Regions from separate parts of the Sus scrofa genome. Here all the other regions are linked to region 2. A link is a contact called in public Hi-C and HiChIP or PLAC-seq data. All regions are on one chromosome and are shown on one strand. Each heading gives the region's core, a stretch centred on a gene start, on an enhancer-like site or on the middle of the called end of the contact. The rest is flanking DNA. Distances are from core to core; before and after follow the strand shown.

Region 1 (5,017 bases), core at 2,315-4,814, 410 kb before region 2:
ACCCCTGGCCTCCCTCTGGGGGCTTCTGCCCTGGCTCCCTCAGGTTTTGCTCCCTAAGGGACAAGGATAGACAGGCAGAAGGGCCCACTCCGCTAGGTGTCACGCCCTGGGTGCCCTGGGTGGGAGGTGTCCCCACTCTGCCTCCCTCCTCCTGGAACAGACATGGGGCCCTTGCGGAATTCTGCCCGGGGTGGGGGGTGGCATCCTCCGCCTGCCCAGCCCACCCCGCCCTGAGAGACAGGTCCAGAGGCTGGCAGCCTCCACGTGGGGATGGCGGGGCTCAGCCAGGCACCCGACCGCTGCTCGGTGACCGCAGAGACGGCGAGGGGGGCGGCCAGATGCGGCCTCCGGGCCCTGCTGGTGTGGTCAGGCCGAGAGTAGGGCCCTCTCTGGGCAGTGCAGATGGGCGCTCTGGGGACCCTGACGAGCCCGGCAGGATGGGCCTGGGCATGGTGCCCACACTCCTTGAGAAGCTGGGCCCCAAGAGGGGAGGACGAGGGGGTTTCAAACAGTGACCTCTGTTCAACACGCAGGGAACTGGCTGTCACCCGGACTTTAAGTGGAAAGCAGGGCGTTTGTGCAAGCGTACACACACACACACACACACACACACACACACACACACACGCTTGCCTTCGTAGCTCTGGGTTTGGCCTCCTTCTCAACAAGGCCCTCGCCCCAGGGAAGCGTCTCCAGATTCCCCACCCCACCTGCCTACTCCTTCCGACAGGTGGTCCTGCCTCGGTCCTGCCGCTTCCTCCGTCTCCATGGAGATGGGGGCAGCCTGCGTAGGCGCCCAATGATCACAGCTCTTGGGGGCTGGGGTGGGTATTTTGGAAAATCAGTCAGCGGCTCCCTGCCCCTCCCAGGTGCCCCAGACCTGCTGTTGTCAGAGCCACTTCTGCTTGGCACAGCCTGGCCTGTCACTGCACCGGGTCTCGTGGGCCAGGGGCCGGGGTCCTGGGGGCCTGGCTGCAGCCACAACTGAGCTGCCAATGGAGGCCTGGTCTTGCGTTCGCTGTGGACCTGGCCTGGGCCTGGCCTGAGCCGCCACCCCCAAATCCACGTGTTGGAGCCCTCGTTTCCACCCTCGCAGGTGACGGTTTGGAGACGGGGGCCCTAAAGGGGTGTTTAAGATAAAACGAGTCATCGGGACGGGTCCGAATCCCACAGGACTGGGGTCCCCGGGCCCACACACTGAAGGACGACCGTGGGGGACACGGCCGTCCACGCCGAGGAGAGAGGCCTCGGCAGAACGCAGCCCGTGACGCCTTTTGATCTTGGACTTCGGCCCCCAGGACCGTGAGGAAGTGAATGTCCGTTGTTTAAGGCTCCCCGCCCGGGGTTCCTTAGAGCAGCCGAGCTGACACTACAGGCCCGGAGACCGGGCCATCCGCCCTCTGGGGAGGCAGGCTCCCGGGATCCGGATCGAGCGCCTTGATCCGGGGTTTGCAGTGAGCACGGGGCCTCATCAGGCAGGGAAAGGAGTTTCCCAGGAGGGTAAGACCCCACCTTGCCCCGCCTCCTGAGACAGGGCCACGCCCCTCCGCCCTCCCAGGGCGCCTGGACACCCCTTCTCCGCTCTCCACCCTGCCTGGGGGTTTCTTAAGCTAAGACACCCATGTGCCAGCCTGCAGCGGCTTTGTACCTTCGGAGAGGCCTGGACTCTGGGGTCCGATGGAAATGCCTGAGGCCATTGACCAACGGCCAGGGTCTGGCCCCTTCTTGGCCCTGGAGAGCCAGCCCCGCATCCCCCTGGCCTTTGCCCGGCTGGTCCTGCCCTGTCAGCAGCATCCATGCTCCCTGGGATGTATAGGGGGCCTGTTCTGGAACAGTCCCCACACGGCCCACCCTCCACAGCTGCTGTCGGCCAAGTATCACTGACTCCGTGCAGGCACCCAGCTGCCTATCATCTTCTGCAGAGTCCAGGGCAGGTGTGCCCGATGCCCACCAGGCAGGAGGCTGCACTCATGCCAACAGGAGCTCAGCTTTGGCCATGGCTGTCTGGCCGTGCCCCACGCATCGGGGGCACCAGGCATGCCCACCAGGCATCGGGCGGCCCCAGAGCTCTGACCATGGTGCTCTGCCAGTGTCAGTGCCGCGGGCTGTTGTAGGAAGAACTTCAGAACCCAAGGGACCACCTGCTGCCCTTCCTGCTCCTCCCTCCAGACTCACGCCTGTCCACGTGCTGTAGGCCCGGGGTTCACCTCCCGCACGGCTGCCCCGCCTCTGCTGCCTGCTGATGCTTCTTGGCCCGCTGGCCTTCCCCCCACCCTGTCCACTTCTGGTCACGTCTTGCCTGGGGGCCACTCCCCAGACAGTCCTGGGCCACTGGAGTCCAGCCTTATTCACCCTAGGACACGCGGCTGTCCCCACCACCAAACTGTGAAGGCGGGTTGGCCAGCATCCCCTGAAACTGATGGTCTGTGGGCCCCACTCAGAGTCCTGCACAAATACAGATGCCCAGGCCCTGGCCCAGACCTGCCGAATTGGCCTGTGTGGGGCTGAAGCCCAGGAGTCTGCGAGCTGATAATTCTCCACGAGAAACTCACATCCAGGAGAGCCTGAGGGACTCCGGAGTAACAGCAGCTGCCTCCGTGGGTGGGTCAGTGACGGGGTGTGGCCTGGCGGCAGAGCAGCCTCCCCACCCCTAGGTCTCATTCTAGATCCTGGGGGGAGGGGCACCTTCTCATTCCAGCAAATAGGAGGCTTGCACGTGGTTACGTGGTTCTGGAGCAGGAACCGAGGTCCCCTCCGGGATCTCACGGTCACCCTGAGCTGCAGGGTCATCACTGACATTTATCAACAGCAGCAGCAGCAGGAAGAGCATTGGCGGAGCACCTACTGTGTGCCAGACACTGTGCCAGCCACACTGGCAGCTGGCAGCCCCAAAGCAGCCCAGCTGCCTGTAACGGGCTCCACTGTTAGGGAGAAAAGCAGGCTTCCAGGCTGAGTCACTTACCTGGCGCTCCCATCGGGGAGGGCCCGGCCAGGACTCACCCTGCCTGTCTGAGCTCAAAGGCAGGACTCCAGCCCCTGCACGACAGGTGTCATTATACAGCCTCACAGCTCACCCCAAGTCAGAAGGCACTGAAGAAGTCAGCCTGGTCCTGATCTGCAGGTGACTTGCTGTGTGACCACAGGCAGATTTTTGAGGCCCTCTGAGTATCAGATCCTGCTTCTCACCAGTTCACGAGGCGCAGGGTGGGTGGGGGGGAGTGGGAGGGGTGGGGGGGATGGTACTCTCTCCCAGGGGCGTCCAGCAAGCCCGTGGCCTCCTGCGTTTCCAAGACTCACCACCAGGTGCCAGCAGAGGCTTTGTCTTGGCCGCCCGGCCCTCGCGGGAAGAAGGGGCGGAGCTGAGAGGTCACCTTCACGGGTCCAGAAGCAGCCGCGCATCTGCTGCGACCAGCTCCTGGGGGTGGGCCGGCCGCGAGAGCTCTGGGAAACCCCGTCCTGACCCAGGGAGTGGGTGTCCAACAGAGGACACTGAAAAGAAAAGCCCCACTGGGAGCCAGTGGTATTTCTTTACAACAAGCAGTTTTTGTTTCGTTTTCTTGTTTGTGAAATCATTTGAAAAGGGGCAAATCATTGCCTGGCAGGCCAGCACCATGTGGGGGGGGCCCCCTGTGGCTCTGGGGGATCTCCCCCCTGGCAGAATGACGTCGTGTGTCGGCCCTCTCTGGCCATGGGCCTGCTGGCTCCCACGGTCTCTTTCTGGGAAGACTCTAGAGCAGCCTCGGGTCCTGCCACGTGCCCAGAGGGGACATGGCCTTGGCAGGCAGCCCTAACACAGTGCCTCAACACTGTGTCCAGCCGTGTCAGACAGGAACCTGATGCGGGTGGGCACAGTGGCGGGGTCACAGGTCAGCGGTCTCATCAGCCAGATGCTACACCCCGAGGCTGTGCACCTGTGTCAGACCGCACGTCCAAGGGGAAGCCACCAGGGGGGCCTGGGACCTGAGGGACAAGGCCAGGACCTGTCTCCTGGAGTCAGGGCGGTGCCTGCCACCTAGCACCTCCCTTGGCCTTCAGGACTTGGGATGGGAGTGGGCTGCCCAAAGGGGATTCCGCCCAGGCTGGGGCCGGGGAGGGGCGGCCTGGCCCAGGGCTGCGGCCCCCATGTGGCCCACATTAGGGCCAGCGTCCTGGCTGCTGGGGTGGCCAGGCTGGGGGTTCTGCCGCTGTGAGTTTGCTCCAGGATCCTGGGCTGGGGGTGGAATCTGCAGGAGCAGGGGTGGTGGATGTGTGCAGGTTGCTGTCACAAAAACAGAACCCAACAGAAGACACGCATGTGTGTGGGCTCACGCACGCACACACGTGCACGTACGGCTCAAGTCACATGCACATGCAAACACAAACACACAAGCACACACACATGCACAACACATAGTGTGAGCCACAGGTGCAGAGTATGCACGTCTGCACGTCTGTGTACACATATGCACACACAGACACGCACTACACGCACCTGCAATGGCCACGAGCAGGCTCTAGGCTCTATTTCCTGCCTCCCGTCAGCTTCTCTCTGTCTGATGTGTGCTTGAACTTGAAGACACAACCACGCCAGACATATCCTGCCCGTCTCCCCCCCTTGAGGGGAGCCTCCCTGTGTGCTGGCGAGCAGTCCCTTTCACGAGGGGCTTTTGGGAACGCCTGGCCGTCTCGGTGTGGCTGCAGCGCCTGGCTGCTGAGCCTGGAGGGGGGGAGGGCACGGTGTGCTCAAGGGCACCCCAAGGTCACGGGCAAGGAACATGAGGATCAGGCTGCTCCTTCTTCCCCAGGCTCTTCCCTCTTGCCTTCATCTCCGCCCAGCCCCCCACCCCCAGGAGCCAGAAATCAACAACAACAATAATAAATATTGTGCTTAAAAACACATCTTTCCAAAACCTCTTCAGACAGAGCCTCACTGCACTTAAGGGTGGGTTTGCAGGTTGCTAAGTATGATGGGGGGGCACCGGGGAGACCAGTCAGACCAGGGGGGTAGAGGTGGGATGCCCACATTCTGCCCACACGA
Region 2 (4,998 bases), core at 1,614-4,113:
AAAGACTATTTGAAAGGTTTTTAAAAATGTGTGTGTTTGAAAGACTATTTGAAAGGTTTTTAAAAATGTGTGTGTTTGTACTTTATGTGGGTTTCTTTCTGTTTATTTAGGACCAGAGACTATACACCAAATTTTTTTTTTTTTTTTTTTTTTCTGTACCTGTGGCATGCGGAATTTCCCTGGCCAGGGATCAAACCTGAGCCACACACAGTCGTCACAAAGCTGACTCCTTACCAGCGAGACCACCAGGGGACTCTGTGTATATAGTTTATTTACTATGTGACCCTTGAAAACGAAAACATTTTATTTTATTTTACTTTGGTCTTTTTGCCTTTTCTAGGGCCACTTCCGCAGCATGTGGAGATTCCCAGGCTAGGGTCTAATCGGAGCTGTAGCCACCGGCCTACGCCAGAGCCATAGCAACGTGGGATCCGAGCCACCGCGTCTGCAACCTACACCACAGCTCGCAGCAACGCTGGATCCTTAACCCACTGAGCAAGGCCAGGGATCGAACCCACAACCTCATGGTTCCTAGTCGGATTCGTTAACCACTGCGCCACGACGGGAACTCCAAAACTAAAACATTTTAATATGTTAAGTCAAATTTAATGTTCAATTTAAATCTACTCTTCCATCTGATAGATAGGCCTTCATTTCCTTAAGCATTCCCACGCTCTCCTGTAACAGATAATACAGCAGGTAAAATGCTTTGCTGCATTTTTAGATGCCTTCCTTTGGGAGCAGTTACTGGCACACAGTGACTGGGCTTTTGGATCAGTGCTGATTTCCAAGGTCTCGCTTGGCCTTTCAGGAATTGAGCATCTGTACGGAGAAAGGGGCGGGCAGGTCTGGTTTGGTTTTGACTTTGGAATCTCATCTAGGACGTCCCTGGGGGCTCAGCAGCTTAAGGATCTGGCGTTGTCACTGCTGCGGTCCGGGTCTCAGCTCTGGCGAGGGTTCGATCCCTGGCTGGCAAACATCCTCATGCCAGGAGCAACGACAAAAAAATAATAATCATAAAATTAGAAAAAAAAAAAAAAAAACCTAATCTAGTTTCAAACCTGGCTGCTCTCAGGATCACCGGCAGGCACTAGGGCACAGTGACTCTGTACTGGAGTCACCGGACCTTTCAGTGAAGCCAGGAAGCACGCTAGGGACGAGGGGATCTCTGTCACTGAGTCCAGTGCGTCCCTGTGGCAAAGGCTGCGTGGCCTTCCAGGGCGGAGAAGATGGACAGAAAGGAGAGGACGGAGGGTCAGCCAGAAGCCAGGCTGCCTTCTCTCCGCGTGGCTGCCGAGGTGGCGGTGTGTGTGCCCCGGGGGCCAGTGCCCACCCGAGTCTGAATTCTCACCTGGGGAGCCTTCTCCCTGGGAGGTGCCGGGCGAGGTCTGCGGGGAAGTGACCCTGCAGATAGTTTACAAGCCCAGGGGGCTGAGGGACAGCCCCAAGCCCCCCGGGAGGCGGGAACAATCTCTCGGTATCAGGAGTGGAGGCAGGAAAGCCCCTGCCCTTTGCAAGCACAGGTGAGAAACCCCCGCCCCAACAGAGGCGGCGGAACACGGAATGTGGAGGCCACCAACGCCAGGCCAGGCCACAGCCCGGGGGCCGGCAGTTGTTGACCAGGAGAAAGGTGGGCTGGGCTGTGGCCAAGGGGACCTGCCAGTTCCCAGCCCTGAGGGGCCCAGGAGGAACGGAGAGAAGGCTCTGAGACAGGAGCTGACCACTCGATGAGGTGGGACAGAAGGAACCACCGTGGCCAGCTTCTGACCGGGGCCCCATCTCCGGCCTCGGTGCTCATCTGCAGCCCAGACCGCTCCCGAAAGCGTCAGTGCCAAGGCCGCCAGACGGTGCCCCTGCCCAGCAGCAACAACAACTGTCCACTGACATGTCACTTTCAAGGGAGGGACATCTAACCCAGCGGCCCTCGAAACAGCAACTCCGTTTTCCCGAGGGAGGTGACACACAGAGTTCACGTGACACGCGGGGACTTTTCAGCCTGGAGAACCAGGAAGAGGTGGGTGGCTGGGCTCTGGGTGGCTGTGGGCTAAGAGCTGTAGGAACCGCCTCCCAGCCCCGCTCACACTCCGCCCTGGGAACTCGCTCATTTTCAAAAGCCCCGAGAGACGGACTCACCGCCACCACGGTTTGCAGATGGTCAGGGCCACCTGAGCAAGGACAGGGCGCTGACCTCCTGCCTCCAGTTTAGGAAGCGGGGCCGCATTAAAGGAGATGAAAGTTTGTCTCCTTTTTCCCCCTCTTATCGGAACTCAGCCTTCCTGTGCCCTGAACTTGTCTCGTAAAGCCCGCCCTGCCTCACCGATGACAGGTAGTGCAGGGCGCGCTCCTTCCATCCTCACCGGCTCCTGCCCACCAGGTGCCTCTGGAGGCAGCGCCACAGCCGCCCAGGGTCTGGACCAGGCTCTGCCTGGTTCTGGTGACTGTTTCAAACGTGCACGCAACAAACGTGCAAGTCTGAGTCTAGGGCGCCGGTGTGCCCCGTCCCCAGACTCGCTCACGGTGACCTCACTCACAGGCTGCAGGGTTTGCTGAGCGCTTTTGCGGAATCGTCCCCTCGCGGCCCTCCCTCTGTGCACACCTCGGCTCGCGCCTGACAGGCGTGCAGGGGCATCGTCCTGCGCCCAGCCCGGCCCTCGGGGCGGGGGGATGCGCACGGGCGCACCGCCTCCCTCCCAGCGGCGAGGCCTGCTGCCAACCCCGGCCCCCAGGACCCGGCCCGCCCCTCGCAGCCCTGACCTTGTCGGCGATGGCCTGGATCTCGGCCGTGGCGGGCTGCGTGGCGGAGGGCGCGCCACACATCATCGTGGCGGTGGACGGGCGCAGACACCGGGCGGCGGTCGCGGAGCGACTGTCACGTAGGAGCAGCGGACAGTGGCGGAGTGGCGGACCTCCGCGGAGCACAAATACCTAGAGAGGCGGTCATGTGATGCGCGGGCGGAACCACTACGCAAGGCGGGGCGGGGGGGTGGATGCCGGGATCGGAATACGGCGCGGGGCGTCCGGGTTGGGAATGGGGCGCGCGGCACCCCCTTCGCGACGGACGCGGGGAAGGCGCACGGTCGCAGCCTGGGACCCCCGGCAGGCACCGTCTCGGGGCCAAGGGTCGTGTGCTGCAGGGCCATCTCCCCCCCGGAGCTGGGTGGCGTCCTCCCTGCGGCCGAGTCGGGGGGCGGGGCCCGCAGGATGGGGCGCGAGTGGGGGCAGGGCCGGCGGGGTCCGGGGCGGGTGTGGCCCACGCCCAGCGGGAGGGGGCGGAGGGTGGGGACGGTGGGGTTCCGATCCCCCGGGGGTGGACGCTGCCCTGCAGGATGGGGTGTGGGAGTGGGGATGCAGCGCGGGGAATATCGGGAGAGGAGTGGTGGGGGTGGGCGCAGGGTGGGCACGGTGGGTGGGTGGGAGTTGTCCCAGTCCCGCGCTGCCCTGTGGGGAATGTTGGCCCGGTAGCATGCGGGGTGGAGATGGTTCAGCCTGGCTCCATCCTGGCCCCCCAGACCGCACAGTGCTCCCTGATCCCTCTGCCCTGCCTTAGTTCCCCCCCCCCCAAGTTTGATGTGATGACAGGGGGAGGTCCAGAAATGACGCCGGCATTTGGAATCTGGAGAGGAGGGGGCAGCTGGACCTGAGACGTGCGGACAGAGGGGAGAGAAGGCCCCACGCGCAGTCGCCGCCCTGACAGTTCCTCTGCTCACTGCCCTGTTCCTCTGCTCGCCTGGCCCCGGCACCAGCAAAGGTGCCCCACTTGTGTCCACCTGCTGTGTGGGCTGCTGTGTGCATCACAAGTGTGTGCGCTGGGGGCCCAGTGCTGACGTGGGTGGACAGAAAAGGCACAAAGGAGTCCAGTGATGGCGAGCTGATGACTCCTAAGGCCTCGGGCTGGGGCGGGGGTCAGATCCAGGATGTCAGTTAAGGGCTTGGTCCTGATGGGATTTGGCTTAGGATTTAGATGAGGTTCAAGCACCTGGGAGGGGACAGGCCCCTGTCTTATCCAGGAGGGTGGGGCCCATGGGGCTGCCTGGACAGGACCTGCCTTTCAAAAAGATTCAGCCGCCCCCTCCCTGCAGGGCTGCACCCCAGTGGGCGCTGGCCCTCTCCCATGACCGGGTGCTGACTCTGCGGGCTCAGGCCCAGCCTCGCCTCCTGGTGGGCCCAGGGCACAGCCCCAGTAAGAGTGGTGCGTGAGCAGGTGCCAGGAGCTGAGCCTCTAGTGCCTGCCAGGGCAGGTGCAGGAAAGCACCTGAGGTCATGTGTGGTTGAGGCCTGGGAGCCGGGGAGAGACAAATCCAGCAAAGGCCTGAGCGCAGGAGCCAGATTCCGGTGGGGGATTTGCAGCAGGGATCCCAGCAGGGGAAGGGGAGGCGAGCCTCAGCCCCACTCCCACTTGGCTTCTGGGTTAGCAGGTCCTAAAAGGGAACGGAGGAACTGGGGTTCCTGGCCTGCGGTCTACGTGTCTTGAGTCTGGTGGCCTGTGACCACAGGGCCTGTGTCCGTAGAACCTGGAAGGGTCATCTTGCCCTTGAGGATGACTCAGAAGAGCCCATAAACAGTGATGCTTCCTGGAGGGCTGTGGCTCCAGGGCCCTGCGTCCCCTGCTCCTCGTTGATTAGACAAAAATGTGATTGAACAGGTATGGCCAGCACAGAAGGGAGCAAAAAGAGGGAAAAGAAAGCCAAGAGGAAACACACTGGACGTGAGTTTGGTTTTTTTTTTTTCTCCCCCGGCTTCACCCACGGCATTCGGAAGTTCCTGGGTCAGGTATCAAACCTACACCACAGCAGTGACCCAATCTGCAGCCGTGACAACAGCTGCATCCTTAACCGCCAGGCCATCGGGGAACTCCTACTATTAATTATAAACGAGACATAATTCACGATTGAATGAATGAATGAGAGCGGGATTTGACCCCATAAAAATGCAGAACTCATCTCTGTCGAAAACAAAGCCAAAAATAATGACCAAGAAGGGCAATGTCACTTGGGTTTG
Region 3 (5,032 bases), core at 532-3,031, 460 kb after region 2:
CAGCGTGTGTGGGCAGGGAGCTGGGAACAGACCCATGCAAGGTACTTCCTGTGGAAATTTACTGCCCCTGGGAGAGGAAGGTTCTGCCAGCTTCTAGGGAGGAACTATCGGGTCTTGTGCAAACAGTGAGGAATCGAGTGACTTTGATTTCTCACTAGCAATCCCGGAAGCAAGGAACGCTGGGAGACACCAAAATTCTGCAGGAAAATGACTTCTAGCCTGAATTTCTAGACATAGCAAGTCTTTCATCAAGTACCAGGGTGGAGTAAGACCAATTTCACACGTGCAGAAACGTGATGCCCTTTCTTAGGGAGCTCCTGGTGGACACGCCCCCCCCCAGATGAGGGAGGGTGACGTGGGGGCTGGTGGCCACGAGACTCAGCAGGGAGACAGATGGAGACAGAGATCCCAGGATGACAGCTGTGCACCTGATGGCGAGGGCCACTGCCCGCCAACCCCAAGGCAGGGGTGGGCTCCTGAGGGCACAGACAATTCCAAGTGGGCTGTCTTCCCCCAGAACCCCTGCAGCCCTCCCGTCTTCTCAACCTGAGGCCAGAAGGTCAGTTGAGCGCCCAGATTCTTACCCGTGCCTGACTTGGTACAAGTGGAAGTGATGAGGTCCCTCTTTCCCTTCTGTCAAAATGTAAGAAACATCTGTTGTTACTCATGATAAGAACTCTTAGCAAAGTCCACCTCTCGGCCAAGTGTGAGTGTACGCTACGGAGTGAGTAACTCCTGGCACCGGCTGGACGGCTGGCTCTGGGACGCGCTCAATTTCTGCAGAACAGAAATTCTCTCTCTCCAACACCTCCCACTTGCTCTCCCCCTACAGTGGAATAGTTTTAGGTAAACTTCGTATTAGAACGTAACATATATAAAGAACAAATATAACACACACAAAGCCCAACTCATAGCCTTGCTGAGTTTTCCTAAGGCAAACACACCTGTGTCACCGCTCAGCTCAAGAAACAGAACACACTTGCTGCATCTCCACCAGCCTCCTAGTGGGCCCCACCCACTGCCAGCCCTGGGTCAGGATGGGTGCCTTTCCTTGCAGCCCCCAATCTGGCTCACGGGTACCCTCCCGCCAGTGACCAGGCTTATGGAGAGCAGGGGTCAAATGTGTTCCTGTGACTGCGCAGGCTCCCCACTTAGGGGCGGGTTGGATGGGGGAGGGGCTCCATCCCTCCGAGTGACTCCCCTACTGACCAGCCAAAGTAGAGCCCACCGCCCGGACTCAGGTGCCCACCCCAGGTTCCCCCCCCGCCCCGCCCAGGCGCTGCAAGTGTGCAAGTTTTCCAAGGGTCCAGCCAACATTGCCTGGAGTGACAGCTGAATGAATGAATGAATGAATGCTGACGGGTTTGCCTCTTAATTCCTTTTGCATCTCAGTCAGACGCCTCTGGGTGGGCCTTCAGCTAAAGCTTGGGGGCGGTCACGTGTAAGGAACAAAGTTGCAGCAGATCGGCGCCCAGAAAGACAAATTCCTCCGAGGAGCCAGGCAGGCAGCGCTTGGCAGAGGGACACATTCTGGCCGCCCCGACTTGCCTCTCGTCTGGCCACCGTACTTGACCAGCTTGGCCACAAGTTGTGACCGACAGCCCCTCCCTAAACGCTCCCCACTTGTTAGACGGAGCAGGTTTAGAAACGTGGCCGAGGAGGCTGGCACGGTCGGGAGGAGGCGCAGTCCTGCGGCGCAGGTACCCGGGGTGCGCGCCTGCGACCGGGGGCGGTGGCGCAGGCACGTCGGCCCCGCCCCGCGCTCCGCCCCCGCTGCCCCGCCGGCGTGGACACCGGTGACCTCACACGGCGCCGGGGCGGGGCGCAGGGCGCGGGGCGGGCCTGGCGACAGCGGCGGCGCGGGGCGGGAGAGCGAGCTCGGCGGAGTCGGCGCCGCCATGGCTACCGTGGACCTGGAGAAGCTGCGCACGTCGGGGGCCGGCAAGGCCATCGGCGTGCTGACCAGCGGCGGCGATGCGCAAGGTGGGTGCTGGCGCACCGCCGGTCGCCCGCGGGCAGCGGGTGTGCTCCCCGGGCCCCTGGGGCGCGCTGGCCACCCTCGACCAGCACTTGAGGCGCGCGGCCAGCCGGTGCCCCAGCCGGGCTCCGCCTCCCGCCCTCTCCCAGTCCTCGTGCCCCCGTCCGGGTCCCCATTCCAGTCCTGCACCCGCCCCGACGCGCCGGGCCCGCGTACGTGCCACCCACCACGGCCTCTGCGCCCCGCCCGCCGGGGGTGTGTCTGTGCGGCCGGCTGCGGCCGGGACAGGGCGCTCTTGCCCCCCGGTCGCTCTCTGCGCCCTTTCCCGGTGGCGGGGTCAGGAACCGCCACCGCCTTTCCTGGAGGCCACGCTGCGCGGAAGCCTCGGAAGGCTGGGCAGGTCCCCGCAGGCCGGGAGAACCCGGCTCTTCCTGGTTCTGAAACACGACCTGGGGGCATAGGGTTAACCCCAAACCAGCTTCCAGGGTGGCTCTGGGGCATTTTTCTTTAGCGCGGCCCTCTTCTCGACCCCTGGTACATGGGGAGCCAAAGACTGTGGCCTTCCTCGTGGCCTGCCCTGCGCCCTGCAGCCAGGACCTGGCAGAGCTGGGCAAGTGCCCCTCCAGGCGGCCCCTCCTGGAGGCCTGGTCTTGGTCAGACTGCTGCTCTCCAGCGCCTCCGCCTGGGATGGCCAGGGCGGCACCTGTTGTGCCTGGCCGCATGGCCGCACCGCACTCCTGGAACCCAGAGAGAGACCTGACATAGCCCGGGAGGCAGGCCTGCCTGGGAGGGAGAGAGCTGGCACCTTCAGTGTTCATGACTGGGCCTGGTCTGCCTCCCTCCAGATCAGAAAGCGCAGACACACACCTCCTGGGCCTGCCGCAGGCCCTGAGCCCCTGCTCCCCCCCAAGAGGGAAGAGGTAGGAGGGAGGGGCTTTCACCAGGGCGCCAGCCCAGGAGGCCGGAGGAATCAGCGCTGCCTGCATCCCGCCGGCCTGCGCAGGGCTCAGCTCTCTGGACCCGGCCTGGCGGGCGGGCACTGTGCTCTGCTGCATGTCTGCAACCCGCGTGGCTGGAGCGCTTGCAGCCTGTTGCTGGCAGTGGGGCTTTTCTTAGAATGTGGCCGGGGGGCCCACGGGGCCTGAGGAGAGCAGGCTTGGAGGGTGGTTTTGGGCAAGCATCATCTTGTGAGTTTGGAGCCCAGGAAGGGCCGGGTGTGTGGAGGGCAGACATCCTGAGGGGGCTGGCCCCGCCTCTCCAGGGAGGCCCCGCCTCTCCAGGGAGGCCTGGGTTCGCCTGGGCACAGGGGTCTCGCCCCAGTCTCCTGTCTGCACCATGGAGACGATGACGCCGGCACTGGGTGGGGGGTTGGGAAGCATAGGACATGCATTTAGGTGGCGGCACAGAGCCCGCTGGGTGGTGTGTCCCGCTCCCCTGGCACGAACCTAACAGGACGTGGCCTCAGTGGGGGCTGCTGAAGGGCCGGGGAGGAAGGAACCCATGGCAGGCGGGCCAGCTGAAGGCAGAGCCTGCCTGACCTGTGGGTCTCCACTCGTCCTGCCCAGCCCTGGTGCCCGACACAGACCGGGCGGCGCTTCCTGGACGCGCTGGAGTGCGGCCGTCAGTGCACCGCCATCTGGGCTGACCTTGGCTGCCCCACCTCCTGTGGTGCCCTCGCTGCCCCAGACCCTGGAGCAGTGACCACGTCTCTCTAGTTGGGGCCGTGAGGGAGGAAGCCTTTGCAAATTCCCCCAGCTTAGGGCTCGGGCCGCGCCTGCAGGAAGATGCAGGGCCAGCTGGGAAGAGAGCCTGTCTGTTTCGTAAGTTCTGAAGGCGGCCAGTGAGTGTCCGCCCTGCACCCGCTCACTCTCGCCAGCTCCGCTCCAGGGAACTGGCCCCAGACGGTGGGGCTCAGTCTTCCTTCGGGGCCCCCACTGAGCCCCTGGGCCCCCTTCCAAATGGAGGCTGGCCTCTAGGGACCCGATGGTGCCACGTGGACCCTCCCCCGTGTGCCCTCCCGCGTGCACAGAGCTGGGGCAGCCGTGGAGAATGGGCACCCAGTCTGCTGTCCCTTCTTCCCAGACGCCAATGTCTGCGTTGGTTGGAATGAGTGAAACCAGCCAGGCTGACGGCGGGAGGCCAGCCCCGTCCTGATCGGGCTGCCCTCGACCAGCTGTGCCGCTTGCCCTGAGCTCGGCCCTCGGGCCTCAGTTTCCCTCTGTAAACCATGGGCAGTGGGCAGGGCCAGCGCTCTGGCAGGTTCCTGCGGCAGCTTCCAGCCTGGAAGCGTGTCCCCCGCACTTCCTGTTGGCCGAGGGTCAGTGCCTGTGAGTTGAGGGAAGGCACTTCGAGGATGTCTCTTTGTGCAAAGGTGCCCGGCCCCCGCTTCCATCCACCCGCTCCCCGTCCCTCCCAAGCCCGCAGCTCCTGCCTCTCCGGGGTATGCGTGTGGGCAGCGCCGCCCGGTATCTGCCGGTGAGGACGCTGCCGCGTCGTCGCGTCCCCTGATGGTGAAGCGCACACCTGCTGGGCCCCGTGTCCTCCGGGACCACGTCTCTCTTGGACGTTTTGTTTCCCCAGAAACTAATGGTGACACAGTCACCTTAGGGGCAGGTGCACCCACCCAGACATCAGTTTGGTTGTGGATCCATTTCCTCCAACAGGAAGTCATCCGTTGCAGGCCTTCTGGAGGGCTGAGGGTCGGGGTGGAGAGGTCAAAGGTTAAGGGTCGAGTGTCGAGGGGTCCAGGGGCGGTCATCGGCTGGTGGCTGCGGCCTCACGCCTGTTCCTCTGACCTGTGGGGCTTGTGGCTGCTGCCCAGGATTTATTTTAAGAAAGAAAAGCAGATTAAAGGGAAATTAAAGAAGCCCTCTTAGAAAGGCAGCTGATAGCGGTTTACAGGGAAGCCCACGCCCTTGGGCGTCCATCTCCATGGCAGCAGCCACAAGCCCGATCTAAGATTCAAGAGTTTTGCAGTAATATGGTCATTTGTTCTCTTTGGCAAGACAAAGCAGCCCCCTAAGCCTGGGGCCCTTTGCTGTCCCTGGGGCTGTG

Evidence for each region. Hi-C and Micro-C count contacts between places; a contact is called where the count stands out from the background. HiChIP or PLAC-seq counts read pairs in DNA pulled down with a chosen protein or histone mark.
Region 1: a contact with region 2 is called in a Hi-C map of retroperitoneal adipose tissue, with 1.8 times the contacts expected there. The contact joins the enhancer-like site here to the promoter of CSTB in region 2. A contact is called at or near these places in 1 of 5 promoter capture datasets (liver) and 3 of 47 Hi-C or Micro-C datasets (embryonic fibroblasts, retroperitoneal adipose tissue and subcutaneous adipose tissue).
Region 3: an H3K27ac HiChIP or PLAC-seq map of alveolar macrophages shows a contact between it and region 2. The contact joins the promoter of PFKL here to the promoter of CSTB in region 2. A contact is called at or near these places in 2 of 5 promoter capture datasets (fetal liver and fetal skeletal muscle) and 1 of 2 datasets of contacts at active chromatin or transcription factors (alveolar macrophages).

What each region holds. Positions count from the first base shown.
Region 1 is chr13:206,297,362-206,302,378 of Sscrofa11.1, forward strand. No RefSeq gene overlaps it. Among named protein-coding and RNA genes, the nearest start is that of CRYAA, 6.0 kb to the left of the region's middle. Within about 2 kb of position 3,565, at least 53 of the 83 cell types and tissues checked have an H3K27ac peak or open chromatin away from gene starts, as enhancers often do. A contact at or near this core is called in liver, retroperitoneal adipose tissue and subcutaneous adipose tissue, where this site is marked.
Region 2 is chr13:206,707,735-206,712,732 of Sscrofa11.1, forward strand. It overlaps CSTB (cystatin B), which reads right to left and starts at 2,864. Exons shown (of 3, transcript NM_001097496.1): 1 at 2,755-2,864. The coding sequence starts at 2,820.
Region 3 is chr13:207,165,506-207,170,537 of Sscrofa11.1, forward strand. It overlaps PFKL (ATP-dependent 6-phosphofructokinase, liver type), which reads left to right and starts at 1,782. Exons shown (of 22, transcript XM_021071510.1): 1 at 1,782-1,983. The coding sequence starts at 1,899.